Regions from separate parts of the Danio rerio genome. Here region 2 is linked to region 1. The links are chromatin contacts, called in public HiCAR-type maps. All regions are on one chromosome and are shown on one strand. The core of a region is the stretch at or near the end of the contact, and the rest is flanking DNA. Distances in the headings are between cores, read along the strand shown.

What was found. HiCAR-type assays count read pairs that join an accessible place to other places.
Region 2: a contact with region 1 is called in a HiCAR-type map of caudal fin, with 2.5 times the contacts expected there. The contact joins the promoter of si:dkey-199f5.8 here to the promoter of cep85 in region 1. A contact is called at or near these places in 5 of 18 Hi-C or Micro-C datasets (caudal fin, embryo, gastrula embryo and 2 more) and 1 of 4 datasets of contacts at active chromatin or transcription factors (caudal fin).

The regions. Positions count from the first base shown.
Region 1 is chr16:46,156,960-46,160,555 of GRCz12tu, reverse strand. cep85 (centrosomal protein 85) reads left to right here and starts at 1,668. Exons shown (of 16, transcript XM_073926534.1): 1 at 1,668-1,753.
Region 2 is chr16:46,206,860-46,210,455 of GRCz12tu, reverse strand. si:dkey-199f5.8 reads left to right here and starts at 1,923. Exons shown (of 7, transcript XM_679369.9): 1 at 1,923-2,038.

The DNA of each region.
Region 1 (3,596 bases), core at 419-2,918:
TTTATTTATTTATTTAAAAAGTGCATTAAAGCTGAGATACAACCTGAAAGATGACAATACAACACTTACTATCACAATCATCAGCACTTTTAACAGTTTATTTTACAGACTTCTAATCTGCTGTTGTTCTATTGGAATTTTCATTCCAAAATGGCCCCCACGCCGTCTAGTGGCTGTTTCCCCAAATCGCTGTAGAATGTCGCCTCTTGGTGATTCAAAGCTCTTTGCTTGTGGTTTTGACCCCCCAACTATTGGACGTTTAAAGTACTGCACTATACTTCATTTCAGTTTTACTTTTGTTTCCTCTCAGTGTGCGGTTGAGAGTAGCGCAATGCAGATTATTTCTGGGGCTGATTTAAACATTGAAATAAATGTGCATAAGTGCTCTATTTTTACTACAGCTCTATTTTTGTAAATATTCAAGGTTCATTTGATTGATTATTATGAGCTTTATACCACGCATTTCGTTGAACAAACACTTCTTCATGGCTCACAAGTTACACTGATGGTGCACACGATACGCTAATTTAGCTAATATTCGATTGAAATGGTCTCATTTAATAGATTTTCCTCAAATGCATATTGAGATTTCTATGAAAACTATGTACATTTTACTGCTGGCTGAACTAAACATGTTTAAGTAAATGTGAATATATACTTACTTTCTCCCTCTTTGTTGCAGTTTTACAAAAAAAGAAAGATACTGAGAAGAACAATTGTCAGTAAAGTCAGTGAAATTACCCAAATAGTTTTTTTTTTCTTTTTTTTTTTTGCTGCTTTTGACATTTTAAATAGATATACATTATAGATAGGATGAGGAGCTCGGTCACCTGGGAGGAGCTCGGAGTAGAGCCGCTGCTCCTTCACATCGGGAGAAGTCAGCTGAGGTGGCTCGGGCATTCATTTTGGATGCCTACCTAGGGAGATGTTCCAGGCATGTCTCACCGGGAGAAGGGCTCAGGGAAGACACAGGACACGCTGGAGGGACTATGTTTCTCGGCTGGACTGGAAACTCCTCTGGATCCCCGCAGAGGAGCTGGAGGAAGTGTCTGAAGAGAGGGAAGTTTGGGCTCTCCTGAAACTGCTGCTCCTGCGACTTAGCCCTGGAAAAAAACCATATGAAAATGAATGAATGAGTTCTCTTTATAGTATTTCTTAAACAATATCTCATCTCAAACTACTAAAATGTCAATAAAAATCACTGTGTTAAAACTGCAGAGTTGAATTTTCAACATCAAAACTGCACAGAACAGAGATAAAGCTCCCACAATGCAATTCAGAACCGTAAATGAACAGAAAATACTTGTGAATCACAAAGTACAGAAACTGTTAATTAATAACAGATATTTTTGCTGTGTGGAGTTTACAGTGTGCCTGAAAGCTGTAAAAGACTTACTTCAACTAGAAGCGTTGCCTGGTAGCTTCATTTGCCAAGGGTATTTTTTTCTTCTTCTCGTGTAAACCTGATTAATTCCATCTGTGTTTGCGCGTACTTGGCGAATAATAAAGCTCATTCTAATCAATATTTCAAGATTTACTTTATTTTAGATGCTTTCCCGATGTTCGCCCCTACGCGGCGGTGTTTTACTCAAACTATTCGAATCCGCAAATCTGATAGCACAAGAGTAAAAATACGGATAAACAGAGCACCTGTAACGCACCTGACTAATCAATGAAGAAGTGAAATTAGCTATAACCGACGACGAAAGAGGTGAAGCAAGTCTGTGAGCGTTTAACGAGTAGAGATTTATAGGTGAGTGAGCATTTATTAACTTTAAACTTACTTTTGTTGAACACTGAAGAAGAAACTCAAGTGCTTTAAGTACACGCTGAAAAACATGTTTAGAAAACTACTCCTACTTGCGCGTGCACTAATTTGCAATCGAGAAATAGGTAAAAAGTGTTTTAATTGATGATATGTGTATATTAACATTTAAACAAGGTGTTTTTTCGTGTCTTTAATTTTAAGTTTGATCATTCCAAGTATACTAACGTTAACGTTACTCTAACTTGAGTAACATTTGAGAGAATGAATTGGTTACAAAAAATTGCTAGTGTTCATGTAGGTGTCTTTTTTATTTTTTATTTATTTATTTTTTACATTTTTGTTCATATAGTTTCAAATAAACTGAAATCATGTCTACACTGTAAACAACTGCCGTTTACCATTGATTTTGAGAAGTGTTATTGAGGTTTAACTAAGATTATATTTTGCATCTGAGCACACGTGATTTACAGATTATTATTATTATAAATAAGAAATATTTAGGTGTGCAGTACAGTTGACATCAACATGAACACTTTACTGTTGTCATTTATTCTTCTCAAATGCTGTAAAACTTTAAATTGCTAACTAAAAAGAAGTGCTTTTAATTTAAATGGAATTTTTACATATGATTTGTAGTTTGAATTAATATAAAAACGTAAAAGGTGTGCATTACAGTTCACACTTGTATGAACACTTTACAACTGATTCATTTGTGATGAATTTCAATGCTATAGAAGTTAGAAAAGTGCATTCAAATATCATAAGTAACCAGTCAGAGACGATCCCTACATTTGCTAATATCAAATGTCCAATGTCAACTTATATTATGCCAGTAGTTTACCCATGTTGTAGCGTGTTGCATATTAGTGTGCAGTTTTAATGCCCATATAAATTAAGAAATGCAAAATATTAAACATGTTATTATAAGATGATACATTTATAATATGACAGCAGCAGATGGTAATGCCACTCAATATTGTCCCTCGCCAGAATCTGTTGTAATGTTTTGGATTTTTAGTTGGTCTCTTCACATTCCAATAGTAATGATTAAAGTAAATAATCTAAATGTATTTATATGTGTTTTTATATTCTGGGTAAGGCATAAGACTAAAATATGGTCATCCAATTAAATATTGTTGGGCCGCTAATTCCCATAATAGGGTATATGCGGAGCTAGTGTTTCTTCCCATACTGATAAACTTCCGGTGAACGGTTAAGGTGACTTTTCATTTTAAACGGTTCCTTTTACAGCATCGATGTTGTAATGTAATTAAAATACATTCAGTTTAATAGACTTTGGCATTTTAGTTGCTCAATCGTAAAACAAGACAAAAAGCCGTTTACTCGCACGCGCCCGACAGAATCGGCAAGCTAGCGCAGAAGCTCCAGATATACTGGGGTAAATAAATGCTCGTATAATAAAGACATGGCGGGGAAAATGTAACTGCATTAAATGAAAAAGGTTTGAGAACCACTGGGTTAACAGATATGCACAGAAGTGTTTAGCTACTGAAATATTCCGTCAAAAGCCTAATGTGACTATTTTCAGTTTCATAATGGACCTTTACAGCATCATAGATTTTGTCGTTTTTTATATAGTTTAACAAATAAACATCAGTAAATAGTGATGCGCTCCCGATATTGTTTACCAAGTAATAAGAGTAATTCCTGCAGCCTGCCAGCCAATCACTAAGCATACAGTAGTCACTTTAGGACAAAACGTATGAGAGAGTGATGACAAGTTTTGCTTGCTAACTGCATAACTGAAAGTGTGCTAGATACAATACAGTTTTTCATTCTGAATTGCAGCATTATAAAGCACTATAGT
Region 2 (3,596 bases), core at 674-3,173, 50 kb before region 1:
TCTATGATGCTAATGTCCCATTCCACCACATCCCAAAGGTGCTCTATTGGATTGAGTTCTGGTGACTGTGGAGGCCATCTGAGTACAGTGAACCCACTGTCATGTTCAAAAAATCAGTCTGAGATGATTCGCGCTTTATGACATGGTGCGTTGTCCTGTTAGAAGTAGCCATCAGATGACTGGTCATAAAGGGATGAACATGATCAGCAACAATACTCAGGTAGGCTGTGGCATTGCCATGGTATGCTCAATTGATACTAATGGACTCAATGTGTGCCAATAAAATATCCCCCACACCTTTACACCACCACCAGCTTGAACCGTTGATAGAAGGCAGGACGGATCCATGCTTTCATGTTGTTGACAGCAAATTCTGACCCTACCATCTGAATGTCGCAGCAGAAATTGAGACTCATCAGACCTGGCAATGTTTTTATTCTTATGTTTTCAAAATTTTGTTGTCCAATTTTTGTGAGTCTGTGTGAATTGTAGCCTCAGTTTCCTGTTCTTGACTTACAGGAGTGGCACCTGGTGTGGTCTGCTGCTGCTGTAGCCCATCCGTCCTATGGTTAGACGTGTTGTGTGTTCAGAGATGCTCTTCTGTATAACTCAGTTGTAGCGAGTGGTTATTTGTGAAAAAGCTGTGACCGCGATAAAAGGTTAAAAAAAAATCCAGTCCACAATTACATTTTATATTGAAAATACTTAATTTTGTGTGTTTTTTTTCACCAAATTAGTAATTTCATTTGTGAATTTGGCAATTAAAGAGTTACAATTCTGTCAATTTTCTAAACAATTTAGTAGTTTAGATCAGGACTGAGGTTGATTAACAGATTTATGCAAAAGAATTTTAAAAAATATAGCAGTTTAAAATAGTAGTTTAATTTCATTCATTCATTTTCTTGTCGGCTTAGTCCCTTTATTAATCCGGGGTCGCCAAAGCAGAATGAACCGCCAACTTATCCAGCGCATTTTTTACGCAGAGGATGCCCTTCCAGCCGCAACCCATCTCTGGGAAGCAGTTTAATTTAGAGGATGTTTTCATCCTGAACATAACAAAAGGGTAGTGAACAGTGCACAAGGGTTAAGAGAATCAGAGCACTCAAAACATTACTTAGAATTACTCATTCTCTTTATGTATATATAAAATGTACCAATTTTAAATAGCTTTTCAAAATCTATAAAGACTAAATATATTTCTAAATGGATAAAACAAATTGCACAAAATAATGTGTCTATAATATATCTAACTATAATCTATATTTCTGTTATAATTGCATTTATAAATACGTGATCTAAGAATTTCCAAATTTAAAAACGTAAAAAGTAAACTAATTATAGATAAAATAATGATTTTTAGCATGAATAGTATAAAACATAAATGTATTAGATACATTTTGCCACCTTAAAAATTTGTTTCAGAGATGAAATAATATAAGATAACAGTAAATGAAGATTTTGAAGATTTTTATTAATACAAAAAAATGTACAGATATAAAATAATAATACTTTAAAGTTGTTTTTAAGAGCAAATACAATTTAGGTGATAAATTAACCTAATTTATGCACTGTGACCTTGTTAATGCCTGCTAATTCCTCATACTCATTGTATACATCTTAAAAGTATTAATTAAGAATGATTTCATATTAATAATTACGACAAGTACATTTGTTTTGCCAATTTCAGTGCGCAAATCACAGTGAATCAGGCTAAAGTAGGCTAGTACTCTTTTACATTCACAATCTTTATGGATGAGTAATAGAAGCTGATGATTAAATTAAAATTACTATGACACGGAGTACAAATAATTACACAGGGCGTTACAAAAAGCTATTGAGACATTCCACGGTAATTTCAAGGCAAAAAGAAGAAGTGTCCTCCTGCGCGTGCACACTCTGCGTGAGCGCGCATCACTTCCTGTGCATGCAGCGCTTTCAACTCCGACAGGACAAGCGAGAGTCGACGAACTCGTACGAAAACACAGGAGTAACGGAATATCTGACCGAATACTCCACCAAACTGTCCCGGGCTGGTCAGGTAAGTTCTTAAATCTTATTTCAAGATCTTTTTTTCTTCAGTTGGCCTGTGTGTGAGTGTATTTTCTCCATCTTTGGGAGGTTTGTGAGTATGTAAGGAGCCCCAGTTGTGCTAGCCTGCTGTAGCTAATCGCGCTGGCTCTGGCGGTGGGCGGCTCAGCATCGTTTCCTCTCAAGTTGACGACTAAAACAAAACCCAGTGTTTTCGGGGAAACTCATTTCTGGGGGTTTTCACATGCTCTCTAATGACACATCCAGCTATAGACTTTGAGGTTAAAGTGTCATTAAATCCAGCTGCGACTGTTAAAGTGAATTATCACGACGCGCCACTGTTACACAATCTATATTTATCTCTCCATATTAGATCTCTACTTGTCTGAAAAACGCAGATTATGATTTTTTAAATAATTATATATTTTTATTTTATAATTTAAAAAAATAATTCTAAACTATCCGTCTCACTGAGCCTATTTTTTGTTAGTGCATAATTTATGTTGTATATGCAAAGTATTGTTGCGGTGTTAATAGTTAAGAAAAATGGTAAAACTTACCTTAATATGAGATCCTTTCATGTTTAAGTTAGTTTTTTTGGACTGTAAACTTGTTTACTTAGTTTAGGGTTTCTTCTGATTTAATTGATTCTAAGCTATAGCTATTTGTTCATTTAAACTTTTTTATTATTACAGCCTTAATTTTGTGTGGTTATCTATCTATCTATCTATCTATCTATCTATCTATCTATCTATCGATCTATCGATCTATCGATCTATCGATCTATCTATCTATCTATCTATCTATCTGGGCTTTACAATATACCGTTTACCATCCATATCACAATGTGCGCATCAACAAGTCACATCGAAAACATGTGCAATGTTAAGCATGTATTATAGTTGAGTAGGAGCTACAGAATTGTATTTTAATCACTGTATTTGTACAGAATTTATATGATTTATGCAAAAAATAATTTATGCAAAAATCTTACTTAAAATCGTTTCTAGTCTAGATATAACTTATACGATTCAAAGGGAAAGTCAGATTATTTCACTTAAACTACTGGCAGATAATGGATAAGCCCAACTTAATTTGAGATCATTTAATGTTTAAGTTAGTTTTTTGGATAGTAAACTTTTTGTTTACTCAGTTAAGGGTATCTTCTGGTTTAATTAATTCTGTTTAATACTGGCTAAGACTTTAGCTATATGTTCATTTAAACTTTTAATGTAACGTTAGCCTTAAATTTGTGTTCCATCCATCCATACATGCATCCATCGTTTTATCATCAATATTGCAATGTGCACATCCGCAATTCACATCGCAGAGATATGCAATATTGAGCATGAATTATACTTGACCAGGAGCTACAAAATTGTATTTAATCACTGTATTAGTACAGAATTTATTTGACTAATAAAAAAAAAATAAAAAATCATACTTAGAATTTTTGTCGTTGTTTAGGGTCTCTTCTGATTTAATTGATTATGATTAATAATTGCTATGAATTTAGCTATATGTTCATTTAAACTTTTGCTAATGTAATGTTATTACATTACATCCAT